Regions from separate parts of the Ovis aries genome. Here region 2 is linked to region 1. A link is a contact called in public Hi-C data. All regions are on one chromosome and are shown on one strand. Each heading gives the region's core, a stretch centred on a gene start, on an enhancer-like site or on the middle of the called end of the contact. The rest is flanking DNA. Distances are from core to core; before and after follow the strand shown.

Region 1 (2,834 bases), core at 101-2,600:
TTATATAAGAAACCTAAAAAATAAACTGGTGAATATAACAAAAGAAACAGACTCAAAGATAAAGAGAACAAACTAGTGGTTACCAGTGGGAAGAGGGAATTGGGAGGAGCAAGAAAGGGTTAGAGCATTAAGAGATACCAGCAACTATGTATAAACTGAATAAGCTACAAGAATACATTGTACAGCACAGGGAAGATAGTCAATATTTTATAATAACTATAAATGGTGCGTAATCTTCAAAAATTGTGAATCTTTATGTTGTACACCTGAAATTTATATGATATTCTAAATCAGCTATACCTCAATTAAAAAATTGTAAAAATAGGTGAAACCTTCTGATCACTTGGAGCACAGGAAATGATGAGTAAAGAAGGACTTTTAGAGGGAAGAGAGAACAAATATATGGCTATTTTTAGTCCTCTCAGACTTTCAGGTGGGGGTGGGGGTGGATGTTGAGGCAGTGGAAAGGGAGTGGTGGGTTGTACCTGCATTTTTCAGCTAAGCATATACACATTTTCCGGGCCAGTCAAGGGTGCTTTGGTTTTAAGGAAGGGGAGACTGCTTATAAAGGAATTAAAGGGCAGGGTCAGAATCCCTCCTATCCCCTCTTCTCACTGAAACAGGGGCAACCGCTAACCTTGCATGCTTAGGTCCCTAGTGTAGTAGGATTGAGTTTTCCAATGGCTTTTGTTACTCAGCTATGATCATCTTCCACTTTTTTTTTCTTCTACTCACAAACCTCCCCTCCCCTCTCTTCCAAACCTTTCCCTCTCCTCCTGAGTCACTGAAACAGAGGTTTCCAAAGCCAGTCTGTTGCTGTGACCCCAGCAAGCCAGTTCCGGCATCTCAAACAACCTGGCTTAGCTATTGTTCCGTGGCCTAAATACCTGATGCAAAACATTTCCTAAGAAAATACAAGCACTTAACCCTTCCCCACCCAAGATTTGCTTTCCGTGTTTCATAACGATGTTTTGGGTAAGAAATGCTTTTGTTTTCATAAATGCTCACGAAGCTTCCGTAGAGCAGCCCCCATGAAAACGTTTATCCAGAAATTCTAATAAAAATCAATATGCACAGACAATTCCATTCCCCACTTCTTCCTGGACTTGTACAGTCCCAATCTTCAGCACAGCGTCACTGGGGTCCTCTAGTCGTCGCCGAGCTTTGGGCTGGAAATCGTTCCCGCATGATCACCCTAGAGGGCGCACTGTCTACATTTTCTGCAAGTAACTAGACGGCGCTGTCTCCCAGGTTCCATAAAAGGGGAGGAGGCGGATCAGTTTCCTTCTCTCATTGAGAAAGAGGATTGGAAGGCCGGGCGTATAAAGCCGCGCAGAGAGCGTGAAACAAAGCAGTCGGATCGGAATTGGACTTGGGAAGCGCCTTTGGAGTCAGGCATAAAACTTGTTGGAGGAGAGTAACGAGCCTGCTCCTCTAGCTCTCCTCATCCGCGCGGCGCCTCAGGGGTTCCCACCACCCTTGCGGTTTATTTTTATATCTGCTTTTTAATAGAGAAAGAAATATACATATATATATATTTTTTTTTTTTTCCTCTTAAGTGAAAATTCCTGTTTCAAGAGAAAATAAGACAAGATCAATGAAGGAGAGAAGAGCCAGCCAGAAATTATCCAGTAAATCTATCATGGATCCTAATCAGAACGTGAAATGCAAGATAGTAGTGGTGGGAGACAGTCAGTGTGGGAAAACCGCGCTACTCCACGTCTTCGCCAAAGACTGCTTCCCCGAAGTGAGTGTGGCCGGCTGGGGGCTGCGGGCGGGCGGCGGGGAAGGGATCCCCGTCTCGAGGTGGGTTTCCCTGGCTTTCACCCTTCACCCGGTTCTCTCTCTCTCTCTTTCTTTCTTTCTTTTTTTTTTTCAGCCGTCTTTCTCACTGCTTATTACTTTCGCCCCGGTTAGTTGTCAGGAAAGGAAAAGTGGGGTGGAAGCGTGGAGGGGTTGGGATGCGCTTGCACATTTTCCTGTTAGCTTCTGAAACTTGTTCGGTCATGTGTGCAGAATCTGGGATTGGGAGATTCGGATCCTCCACTTTTGGAGAATCCGGGTGGGGTGAGAGGGAACTTAGGGCTTTCGGAAAGGATCTGCGTGTTTAGTGTGAGATGTGGTGCGTGTGGATTTGAGGGGGGGGGGGTCTTCGTTTTTTAATGGGAGAGTAAAGAGACTATTTTCAGAGGGTGTTCTGCAGCTGTCGTGCATTTTAAGATAACCTCTTTGCCCTCTTTACTTCTGTCCATTTTATCCAGAATTACGTCCCTACAGTGTTTGAGAATTACACGGCCAGTTTTGAAATCGACACACAAAGAATAGAGTTGAGCCTATGGGACACTTCGGGTAAGAGAGTCATCTGACCGCGTGGCGCTCGGGCGGGTTTCCAGGCGTTCAGGGGGTGCGCAAAGGGTCTCCGGGCCCCGCGTTTCTGGCACGCTCTCGGCACCCGCCAGCGCCCGTTCTGCGTTCCTCCGTTAACTTTGCTTCTTACGAGGGATTCCCTGATATATGAAAATTTTGCCCCTTCTGAATGGGGGTGGGGGGACGATATTGGGTCGGGCAATAGCTGTGGGAAGAAAAGGAAGCTCCGTGCCCGAAGGGTCACCCCGGGATGTAAAATGCTTGTAGCCGGGTGTCCGGGGAGCGGTTGGCCCGCGGAGCTGTGCCCGAGTCCTCTCGGGGTGGCCAGGGTAGCTAAATGTTAGGGGGGATGTGTGCGCCTTGTCGGTATCAACTGGCTCTAGGATGCGAGCGCCCCTCCAGGATCTAACCTGCTGCTTGGCTGGTAGACTGGGAGCACTCAGAGGGTGGTGGCCAGTGGAAGAAAA
Region 2 (2,834 bases), core at 207-2,706, 630 kb after region 1:
ACTGTATCACTTCTGGTAAGTTGTTTTTCATAAAACTTTTCCATTTATTCTACATGGTAGATGCCTAAAGTTTTCTCAATATTGCCTTTCTAAATATTTTAGTATCTATATTATTAACCATCTTTCTAATCTCTAACATTGGTAATATTTTTTCCTTTGGGTCAGTTTTGTTAAAGATTTATTGCTTTTATTAGGTACTTTCAATAAATCAAATTTGGTTTGCTGATTTTTCTCTGTTTTAAGTTTGTTTCCTTTTTCACTGATTTCTGACCTTATTTTTAGAATTTCCTTCTTTTCCTTTCTTTGGTTTAAATTTGCACTTTCCTGTGTTCTTCAGATGGAAGTTTGCATAATTCTTTTTCAGCCTTACTTCAAATACAAATATAAATACAGCTTTTTTTTAATGTAATTTGTGTTTATGTTGGATTTTAGCTAGTAAATGTTAACTACCAACCAAAAAATTAGAATATTAACATTAGGTGCCATAATAGCTGATATTGCATTAAGTTGTACAACAAATGTTTACTGAATGTCTGCTACATGCCAGGCGATAGGGACACGGGGGTGAATGACACACATAGTGAGGCCCCATCCTCATGGAGCTCATATTAATGGGGGATAGCAGATAATAGGCACATAAACAAATATTTATTATTTGCCAGCTGTTGCTAAATGGTTGTGACTTTCAAAAGTAAAAAGGATCAGGACAAACAGGATGACAAAAGGAAAAAAAAATACTGTTAAGTATGTCAGAAGATAGGCATTATCATCTTACATAGAAGACAAGTCACAAAGACCATGTGAACAAGTGTATAACCAACAGATGGATGGAGTCTCCAAATATGATATTTTTTCCACTTTATCAAGATTTTTTTTCAGAAAGCCAGGCACTCTCTTAAGGGCTTCCTTCCTCCATTTATTTTAGGCACATATAGTCCTGGACTCAAAGATAGTTATAAACAGCAGATAACAGCAGGTGTTTTCAATGAAGGTTTTAATAATTCAACTGGTCTTTTGGTAATGAGGCTAACATTCAAGGTTTGATTTGCAGAATCAAATGGTCATTACTGGAGCACATTCAGAGATTGTTTTATTTGATCTTATTATTTATAGATTGATCACAAGCAGGATGGAAGACAAATGTGTAAATGGTTAGTGTAAAGCTACAAGAGAAACAAAGGGAACACAATGTATATGCCTTAGAAAGCAACTGTATCCTTGCAGAAAAACTCTCAGTATATAAATGAGCATTTCTCTCAGCCTTAAAATTGAAAATGCTGTTATCAGACATCCCTTTTCCTCAGTTTCTTAAGCGGTTACTTACTTCAAGTTCCCTTTTATGCATTCCCTAAGTAAAGTCTCACAAATAAACAAAAGACACTGTATGAGCTCCATCTACAAACAAGCTCCAAGCAGGAATTTCAGCTGCTCTGTTGTTTGTTTCCCTTTGCTTCACTGCTCCTGGCTGACCCAAAGCCAGCCAGCCAGCCCCGCTTTGCCTTCAGCAGAAGAGACTGAACAAAGAAATCCCAGGACCCAAACTGTTCAAAAGATTTTCTGCACGTACTTCAGAGCCAGGGAATTTTCAAAAGCTGTGCTTTTGGCTTTTAAAACTAAGAAGGGCCGGGATGAACACCAAACTGGGTACTGTAGGGCTGCGAGAGAATGATAGTGACTGAAGAGAGCAAGCCTCCTCCAGAGAGGCTCTGAAATGCCGAGAGGAAGACCTCCACCGTAAGGAACACTTGCTGAAGGAAAAGTCAGATTTGGTGCTGGAAGGGTACACAGCACGTTCACCTGTCAGGTTCCGATTCCAGAGGTAACTAACCCGAGCTGACAAATCACACCAGCGGCCACAATCCCAGCTTCTGCCCTGACCGTGTGAGTTTCCGTTTGGTGGATGTTGCTTAAAAACTATCAACCCGACAGAAGAACTGCGCCTGATTAACACTCCCCTAATACCCCAGCAAACAGCAAACCTGCTGCAGGGGAAAACGCATTCACACATCCTTATCAAATTAAGGCCCCTAAAATGCTCCTAATTAGCTAAGATCAATTGATGTGACAGTAAAATGAACGTTTATGCTGTCAGCTAAAGGTACAGTCGGAGAAGTGTCTAACGTATAAAGGAGCTGCTGGAGTCTTACAGCAGTTAATAAAGCTTTGGGGCTGAGTGGATTTTATCAGTGACATGCAGAATCTGATGAAGATTTATCTCAGAAGCAGTAGACATCTCAGGGCATTGGAGTACTTCTAATTATGATTATTCGTTACAACCTGAGTGGGGGAAATATATAGTTAATCAATAATGGTCATGTAGACCTTGGTGCTTATTCGCGACCACACAGAAAAATGCACACAGACTTCCAGACAAAAGATGTGCTTCAGACTGCCATTAGCAGGCTCTGTATGAGTTAGCTGCATTTTCTATGAAGCTTCCATGGGTCATGCCTCTTTAGCAAACTTTTCTTTTTTCCTCTTTTAGGATTATGCTCAGTTGAGAACTTGAGACAAAAAAGTGGTACTTGCCAAATAACTCAGGTTGGAAGTCCATGAATTAATTACCTGGTTTCCATTTCTCTCCAGTATTCTTATTTTGATTCCAAGAATACTGGGCAAGTTAGAACTGTCTTACTGATAGCATAATGGATTATTAAGAGAGACATGCCCACTTTGTGACAATCAGTTAAATGCAGTTTAAAAGAACAACAATTATACATACCATGACCTCCTTCAATTCTAGAACAAGTATCTTTCTTTCGTAATTGATTTTTGGGCAAGCTATACAACAAAGATCAGCAGCTCCTCTAATTACAGCTGACTCTGGCTGAAAT

The links. Hi-C and Micro-C count contacts between places; a contact is called where the count stands out from the background.
Region 2: a Hi-C map of hypothalamus shows a contact between it and region 1, with 7 times the contacts expected there. The contact joins the enhancer-like site here to the promoter of RND3 in region 1. A contact is called at or near these places in 3 of 16 Hi-C or Micro-C datasets (hypothalamus, liver and tail adipose tissue).

What each region holds. Positions count from the first base shown.
Region 1 is chr2:159,060,142-159,062,975 of ARS-UI_Ramb_v3.0, forward strand. It overlaps RND3 (Rho family GTPase 3), which reads left to right and starts at 1,351. Exons shown (of 5, transcript XM_004004709.6): 1 at 1,351-1,747; 2 at 2,262-2,349. The coding sequence starts at 1,598.
Region 2 is chr2:159,686,960-159,689,793 of ARS-UI_Ramb_v3.0, forward strand. No RefSeq gene overlaps it. Among named protein-coding and RNA genes, the nearest start is that of TRNAF-GAA, 50 kb to the right of the region's middle. Within about 2 kb of position 1,457, at least 4 of the 54 cell types and tissues checked have an H3K27ac peak or open chromatin away from gene starts, as enhancers often do. A contact at or near this core is called in hypothalamus, where this site is marked.